2 separate regions of the Gossypium hirsutum genome follow, and region 1 is linked to region 2. Evidence: chromatin contacts called from public Hi-C data. All regions are on one chromosome and are shown on one strand. Each heading gives the region's core, a stretch centred on a gene start, on an enhancer-like site or on the middle of the called end of the contact. The rest is flanking DNA. Distances are from core to core; before and after follow the strand shown.

Region 1 (3,624 bases), core at 81-2,580, 890 kb after region 2:
TAAAGCGGAGGTAGATGTGGTTAAACTTATTCATGAGTCGGGCTACCTGTCTAGGCCCGAAAGCCTACCCAAAATTTGGGGGGTTTGGGCAAAACAGTCAAGCTCAAGCCCGATCTAGCTATTTTTAAGTTTATAATTTTTTATATTATGTTATTTTTATATATTATGTAATTTATAACATATTTAAAAAATAAACTTATACTAAATATATAATTCCAGTCTAATGTAAATATTAAAATAATGTTAAGATGACTATATAAAAATTTTCAATAAATAAAAAAATATAAAGTTATTAAATATTAAATTGAAATGATATAAATATATATTTTTAAAAATTTTAAAATAATATAGATGAACCTAAAAATGGACTTAATTAGTCTTTTGCAAATATAGATGAATTTTGACAAAAATTATTTTAAAATAATATAAATAAACCTAAAATAGACTAAATCGTCTATCTTTTGTAAATATAGACGAATTTTGACAAAAATCTTTGCAAATATACATTTCGGACTTAACAACATCACTTCCCCTACTCTATTATAATCTTTAAACACAATATTCAAAGATAACAACTTAGTTAAGCAAAATATTTAGAATTATAAGGATATTAAATTAGTTTATGTTAAAATATATTCTTAGTGATTATATTTTTTTATAAAAATTAAGATTTAATATTTTTCCTTAAAAAGTTAATAATTAAATTCTACTACTTTTTTTTTTTACAAAATTTTATTCTACTCATCGATATTATTAGTAATTTTTGTCAAAATTTCCTTAGTATAAGGCATGTGTATTGGATCCATAATGATTTGCTTCTAAAGTTGGTATGATTACGTAAGCGTATTGATGATAATTTTTAATGTATTAGTAATATTTTCATCAATAGATAATGTTGTAAAAATCAAATTAAATTAGTGGTTCAATTAGTCAAACAATTCATTTTCAATTTAAACGATTAAGCCATCAGTTCAATAATAACTAAATAAAAATAAAAATTTCATAAAAAATATAACAAAAACATAATCGACCATTATTTTTTTGTTTCAATTTTTTATTAATTTATAACTATTTAATCTAATTTTTAATTATATATCACCAATTGGACAACTTGAACCACCCATTTTCAATTTAACCAATTTATCGAATTTAGTTGTGAGTTGTGACAACATTAATGATCTTTAAATTGAAACAAATGATGATTCTATTTTCAACCCTTTTTAAGTATAAGGATTAAATATCAAGCCTCACTGAAGCACAGGGACTGAAAGCGAAATTTGACCATTGGTTAATACCATAGAATAGGATTACTCGTCCAAGTTTCCAACTTTCTACCAAATCATCAAATTCCAAGAAAACAGACTTGCCTAGTTTCTACTACCAAACAGAGACCTCCATGTGGCAACGCAGAAATTGGGCTATTCAGCCAATCGCCACCAGCCATTACTGATCCTCCAATTCCCTTCAACCATCTCCTTTTTTTTTCATTTCTCCGTCTCATCCATGCTTTTCTTCGGCTCCACCCTAAACCCAGGCTGAGATTTCCTCGAATTTAACACAGTAATTTTCGAGGCCCATTTTTTCCCACAAACAAACCATCATGAACAACTAAACTAGTATTTGCTAACAAAATCCAATTCAAGGATTCATCCTCAAGCTTTGAAAACAACCAACAAAGAGGTATGCCATCTCCAATCTTGCCCATATCCAGCCACCCTTCCTCGTCCGCGTCGGCAGCCAAAACGGTGGTCAAAGCTAAGATCGATGCTGACCCATCGGCCACCATCCTCATTTCGTCAAAATTCGATCCTGAAAAGGCTATTCCTATTACGCCTGTCCTACCCAGAGCTTCGAGTTACAATTCCACAAGCAACGTTAACAACAATATTGTTTCTTTTGCCAACAACCATCAGCAGAGATTTCTCCGGAATTCCAGTGATAGCTCGCTCGCTTTGCTAGCCGATGAGACTCCCCGCCAGTCTATAAGCCGGGAAGTAGGCCATGTTGCTGACGAGACGTTTTACCTTTCTGGATTATGTTTCAAGCTCCTTAGTTATCTCGGGTGCGATACTTTTCCTCTGTATTGTTATGATTATACATCTTGGGCTTGGAATCTTTCTCATAGATTGAGAGGCATGCATGAATTTAATACCTGGGCTTGAAATGTGTTCATTTGATACCTGGAGTTGTAAGGGGTGTTAACTTTTATGTTAGTGATTGATGACCATTTATGTAAAAGTCCATGTACTCTGACTCTGCATTTCTTTAAGTACTTGTATCTTTTCAAACACATGAGTATGGGGATAGGGATATGATACTCCAAATATATGGACAAGCTTAGGAAAACACTCATTGTCAATTCCAAGTAACATAGTGTATTACATTGGAAAATCCAATGATGATTATTGATGAAGCTGTATTCCTGCTGTTAATTAACACCCATTCAAAGTTTTCAATGAAGAAATGTTGCACTTTAACTTTAGGGAAAAAAGAATCTTTGTCTTATAGCTAGGAAAAAAAGTGAGTAGAGATGGTTAAGCTGAAATTGAGGGTATTCTTTTTGGCAATATCAGAAAATGAATTAGTTAGCTGACTAGTGAAGATGTAGGAACAGTGTTTCATGCGTTGTAGTTCAAGAAAAATCTTGATGAATGTGAGTAGAATATACATGAGTTATTTAAGGAGATATAATTATTTAACAAACTCAATCTTTGGAGTTAGTTGAAGGAGATATATAAGTACGTTCATACATGAGGCTTCAAACTTCAAGATCGGTATGCCTTCATCATTTTTATGTCGCTCAAGGACTTGGAGTTTATTATTATTATTTTATTGTCAGCTGAGCTGCTAATATGACTTTTATGTTCAACTTTTCTAAGAGATGTGTCCTAATCGTTGACTATTTTTCAGGGTAGGCTATAGATGGATCACAAGGTTCCTTGCCCTTGGTTGTTATGCTATGTTGCTCATGCCAGGTTTTATTCAAGGTTATACTTATATTCATATTTATTTATTACTGTGTTTTTTTAATTGTTGCTTTTACTACTTGCTGTTTGCTTTAGGAGAAAAAAGGAAAAAGATGCATTTGGCTACGAAAACAAACTACCTTCTTGATTAATGTAAACTAAAATGTAACTTCTTTGAATAAAAAGTTTACATGTTAAGATTTATATGGAACAATCATGTTAGATTTTAGTCATTTTTAATCAATTATGATTTTGCTTTATAGCAATCTTCTTGGAAGCAAAAGGCAAAGAGCAAAAGTCAGAACCAAACAAAACCATAATTTGAGACACTGCGTTTCTTTGTTCAGTTTACATTTGACTTGATGGATCTAAAATAGCATAATGAGCTTACTTTTCCTTTTTGCAGTTGCTTTTTACTACTTCTTCTCCAGACAGGTCCGTAGGAGCATAATATACGGTGAAAAGCCTAGAAATAGGTAAAGTTGATTGTCTATTTCTTTTGCATTTCCAAGCGGTTAGTATGTATGCCCTTGCAATTGTATTGGAATTTCAGGCATCGATAACTCAAACTTTGTTTGCAGGCTTGATCTTTATTTGCCTAAAACCAGCCAAGGGAGAAAACCCGTGGTAGCTTTTATAACCGGTGGGGCTTGGATTA
Region 2 (3,688 bases), core at 912-3,411:
AAATTGGAAAACAAAAGCATTTAAAGAGATATATAGAAACATAAGGAACACACTGATGGTTGAGGTGGAAATGGCTTTTGCCGATTCAAACCCTAAAGATTCACTTGTTGTAAGAACTTTACCTGAAAAACCACGTGACCCTATAAAGATTACTCTCAACTCCAATGTGAACCGGAATAGCTTGAGTTTAGACAATGTACAAATTTTGGGTTTATATAATGTTTGGTCCTTCAATTTGGTAGTTATATCCACTTTGGTTCATTTTGAAACCTGAACTTGACAACTAAGTTCAACTTTGGTCCTAAACTTAGAATACATTAAGATTTGATGACGTGACACTTCGAGATTGTACCACGTTATCACCTAAAATTTAAACGTTTACATTTACCAAATTCAGGATCAAAATGGATGTAGTTGTCAAGTTTAGGTACCAAAATGGATAGAAAAAGGAACAAGTACCAAAATGTACCTAATTGCCAAGTTCAAGGACTAAAAATTATATTAACCCATAAATTTTTAGGCTTAAATCACAATTTAACTTCTGTATCATTTGCCTTTTCTCAGTACCTAAAATTTTTTTGTCCACTTCGTACCTAAATTGTCATTTTTATCTTAATTTACCAAAAAAAAAAAAAATTGTCCATAAGAGTATGAAACGTGGCATATTCTTATTGGACATCAGTAATTTTTTTGGTAAAATAGATGAAAATGATAATTCAAGTACTAAAATGAGAAAAAAAGTTTCAAGTACCAAAATTAAAAAAAGAAGTTATAGTTCAAGGACCAAATTATGATATAAGCCAAATACGTATATAATAGACTCATAGATATTTCAAGGTACTAGACTGGCAGAAGTCTTCTTCTTCCACAAATTAACAATTTAATCATCCCCACCCATAAATTCAAATAAACAATTAAGAAACAAATAAACTATGCATGTGACCAATCATTAATAAGCTAGAAATGGGCTTAACCTGAAACTGAGATTGAACCAGGTAACTCCCAAGCTTCCGAGACGACGGATCCCGGGCCGGCTTCCCGCCGACAGAGACAACGACTTGATGATGGGTACAAAAACTCCGCCGGCTCTAGCGGTAGTACTAGGCATCGCCGGTGCAATCAAGGCCTCACTCAAAGTCAACCCATAAGACAATCCCAAGGTGCTTTTTCCCAACCATTTGACGAAGTAAGTAGCGATCCTATCACCGAGCCCCGTTTTAACGAACCCACGAGCGAAGAAGAATGAAATAACGATCAACCAAATCACTTCGTTGGTGAAGGCACCGAAGGCGGTGGTGAACGGCAGCGTTCCGGTAACGATGGAAGTTGTGAGGCCTAAGAAAGCCCATGCGCCGACGGGTAAAGGGCTTAAGACCAGACCGGTGATTGTTGACAAAAAGATGGCGAAGAGTTGCCAGGCTTGGAGTGTTACTTCCACGGGTATGGGGATTAGGAATCGAACAATAAGGCCGATTGAAATTGAGATGAGGAAAGGGAGGAGTTTAGCTCCTTGTGGCGGCGGCGGAGGTGTTGTTTGAGGTGGTGGGTCTTTGTCGTTTTGAGAAGTGGCACGGGTAAGGAAAAGTAAAGGGTTTCTTCGTTTGGGAAGAGGGGAAAACAAGAGAGAATTGAGAGGGGATCGGAGGGAGGGGAATGAAGATGGCGGGAAAATGGACGGCGGGGATGATCTGGATATGGGTTTAGAGCGGGAATGGAGGGAAATGCCGGGATTAAGTGAGAAAGGAGTAGTGGTGGTGGTGGTGAAGGAGCAGTGGAGGGCTAAACTCTCCATTGTTTGGATGCCAAGAAAATCAACAGAAAGAGAAAACACAAATCAAACTCTGGAGCACCTTTGAATTTTGATTAAAATTAAAAACAAAAAAAGGGAGAAATCCCAAAGAAAGTGGAACCGGTGAGCAATTGCCAGTAAATGGAGTGGGAAATTTTTTTATCTTTTTCCTTCTGAAATTATACCTTTGTAACTTACTTTCATTTCTATTTTTGCTGACAATTGCAATGCAATAATTCAACAGGAAATGAAATTTATTTAGAAAGAATCTCTACCTTCTTCTTGGCGACAAGTATTTATTTGCCGTCGTTCTCCACAAGTATTTATTTGCCGTCTTTCCTTCGGCATGTGGTGGAAAACATTATTACAAATAAATATGTCAGATTTTTTATTGAAATTTCGTACTGAATAATATGGATAACTTTTTCAGTAATAAAATGGTAATTTAATTATTCAAAAAAAATTTAGACATGAGTGATTATATGGTTGCGAGAAGATAACGTCACCGTTTTTAAAATGGGTAAAATGGTAAATTTAATTTAATTTTAATTTTAATTAAAAAAATTAATCTTTAGACTTTACATATTTTAGAATTTAATTTTTTTAACTATTTTATATAAAAAAATAAATTTATTAATTATATTTAATAAAAAATATACTAAAATTAGAAATATAAAAAAATCAACCATCAATGTCACTAATAAAAGTAAAATTACAAAAAAAAGAAAAGAAAGATCAAATTATATCATGTGTAAATGTTAAAAGTTAATTAGTTTGAAATTAAGACTAAATTTACATAATATATAAATGTTAAGAGTTAAAGTTACTATTATAACAATTTTAAAAACAATCAAGTTAAATAATTTAATGGCCACTGACAAAAAAAATTCTAATAATTAAATGACTAAAACTAAAAAAATCAAATTATCATTTCTTAATTTTTTATAATTTATTGATAAAAATTATTAATAATTAATAACTACTAATATAATATACCTTTTAAATAAAATATCTTTTAAAAATTAGAACGTGAAAATTATGAGGAAAAGGCGAGAGCTAAACTACTTATAGCAACAAAAATCAGGCCTCCATGGCCCAATATGATAGACAAGGTCTTTTGTGATATAGTTCACGGTCGCCTTTTACTATATTCTTTTGGTATAAATTTTTCGCTATAATTAGATTTATTTTAATATTTTAATATAATTTTTATTTTACTTGATATCTGAATTTGGTAGTTATATTTATTTTGGTCTCTAAATTTAGATTTCATTAAGATTTAATTATATGATTAGTGTTATTGGAATAAAACTAGATTGTTCAGTCGAACCGATTAGTGTAATGGTTAAATAAAAGGGTCGAATCAATTGATCTGGAAAATGTTTGAAATTGGTGAAAAGCAAACATTGAAGCAAAAACTAGTAGTTCAACAAGTTGAACCAGTTTAATATTTTTAATTTTTTATTATAAATTTTTAATTATTGTTGATCTAGCAATTGAACTGATCAAATCAATTGAAATGAAAAATATTGGTTTGATCTGTTCAACCATTGGTTTGGTTATTAGAACATTTTATATGACATTTTATGATTATACCACACAAACACCTTAAATTTTATATAATTTTTTTAATCTTCAAGTGATGATGTGGCATAATGTCAGAGTGCCACATCATCAAACTTTTATAATTTTCAAGTTTAAATATCAAAATGAATCTAGTTGTCAAGTTCAGATACCAAAGTGAATAAACAAGGCACAGGTACCAAGACTAGTTGCAAAGTTCAGGAGCCAAAAATTATATTTTTTTTATTTTAAAATTATGAATCTTGACCTATTAGTCAAAAGCATTCAACACGTTCCTGAGGTCGCGGATCGATCTGTAGGTTCTATCTTGTGTGA

What was found. A called contact is a pair of places that touch in the nucleus more often than the background predicts.
Region 1: a Hi-C map of leaf shows a contact between it and region 2, with 1.6 times the contacts expected there. The contact joins the promoter of LOC107930773 here to the promoter of LOC107894083 in region 2. A contact is called at or near these places in 4 of 34 Hi-C or Micro-C datasets (callus and leaf).

What each region holds. Positions count from the first base shown.
Region 1 is chrA13:17,031,996-17,035,619 of Gossypium_hirsutum_v2.1, forward strand. LOC107930773 (probable isoprenylcysteine alpha-carbonyl methylesterase ICMEL1) reads left to right here and starts at 1,331. Exons shown (of 10, transcript XM_041084994.1): 1 at 1,331-2,062; 2 at 2,916-2,987; 3 at 3,373-3,442; 4 at 3,548-3,624. The coding sequence starts at 2,002.
Region 2 is chrA13:16,143,070-16,146,757 of Gossypium_hirsutum_v2.1, forward strand. It overlaps LOC107894083 (dicarboxylate transporter 2.1, chloroplastic), which reads right to left and starts at 2,162. Exons shown (of 6, transcript XM_041084992.1): 1 at 2,065-2,162; 2 at 1,030-1,779; 3 at 975-1,027. The coding sequence starts at 2,137.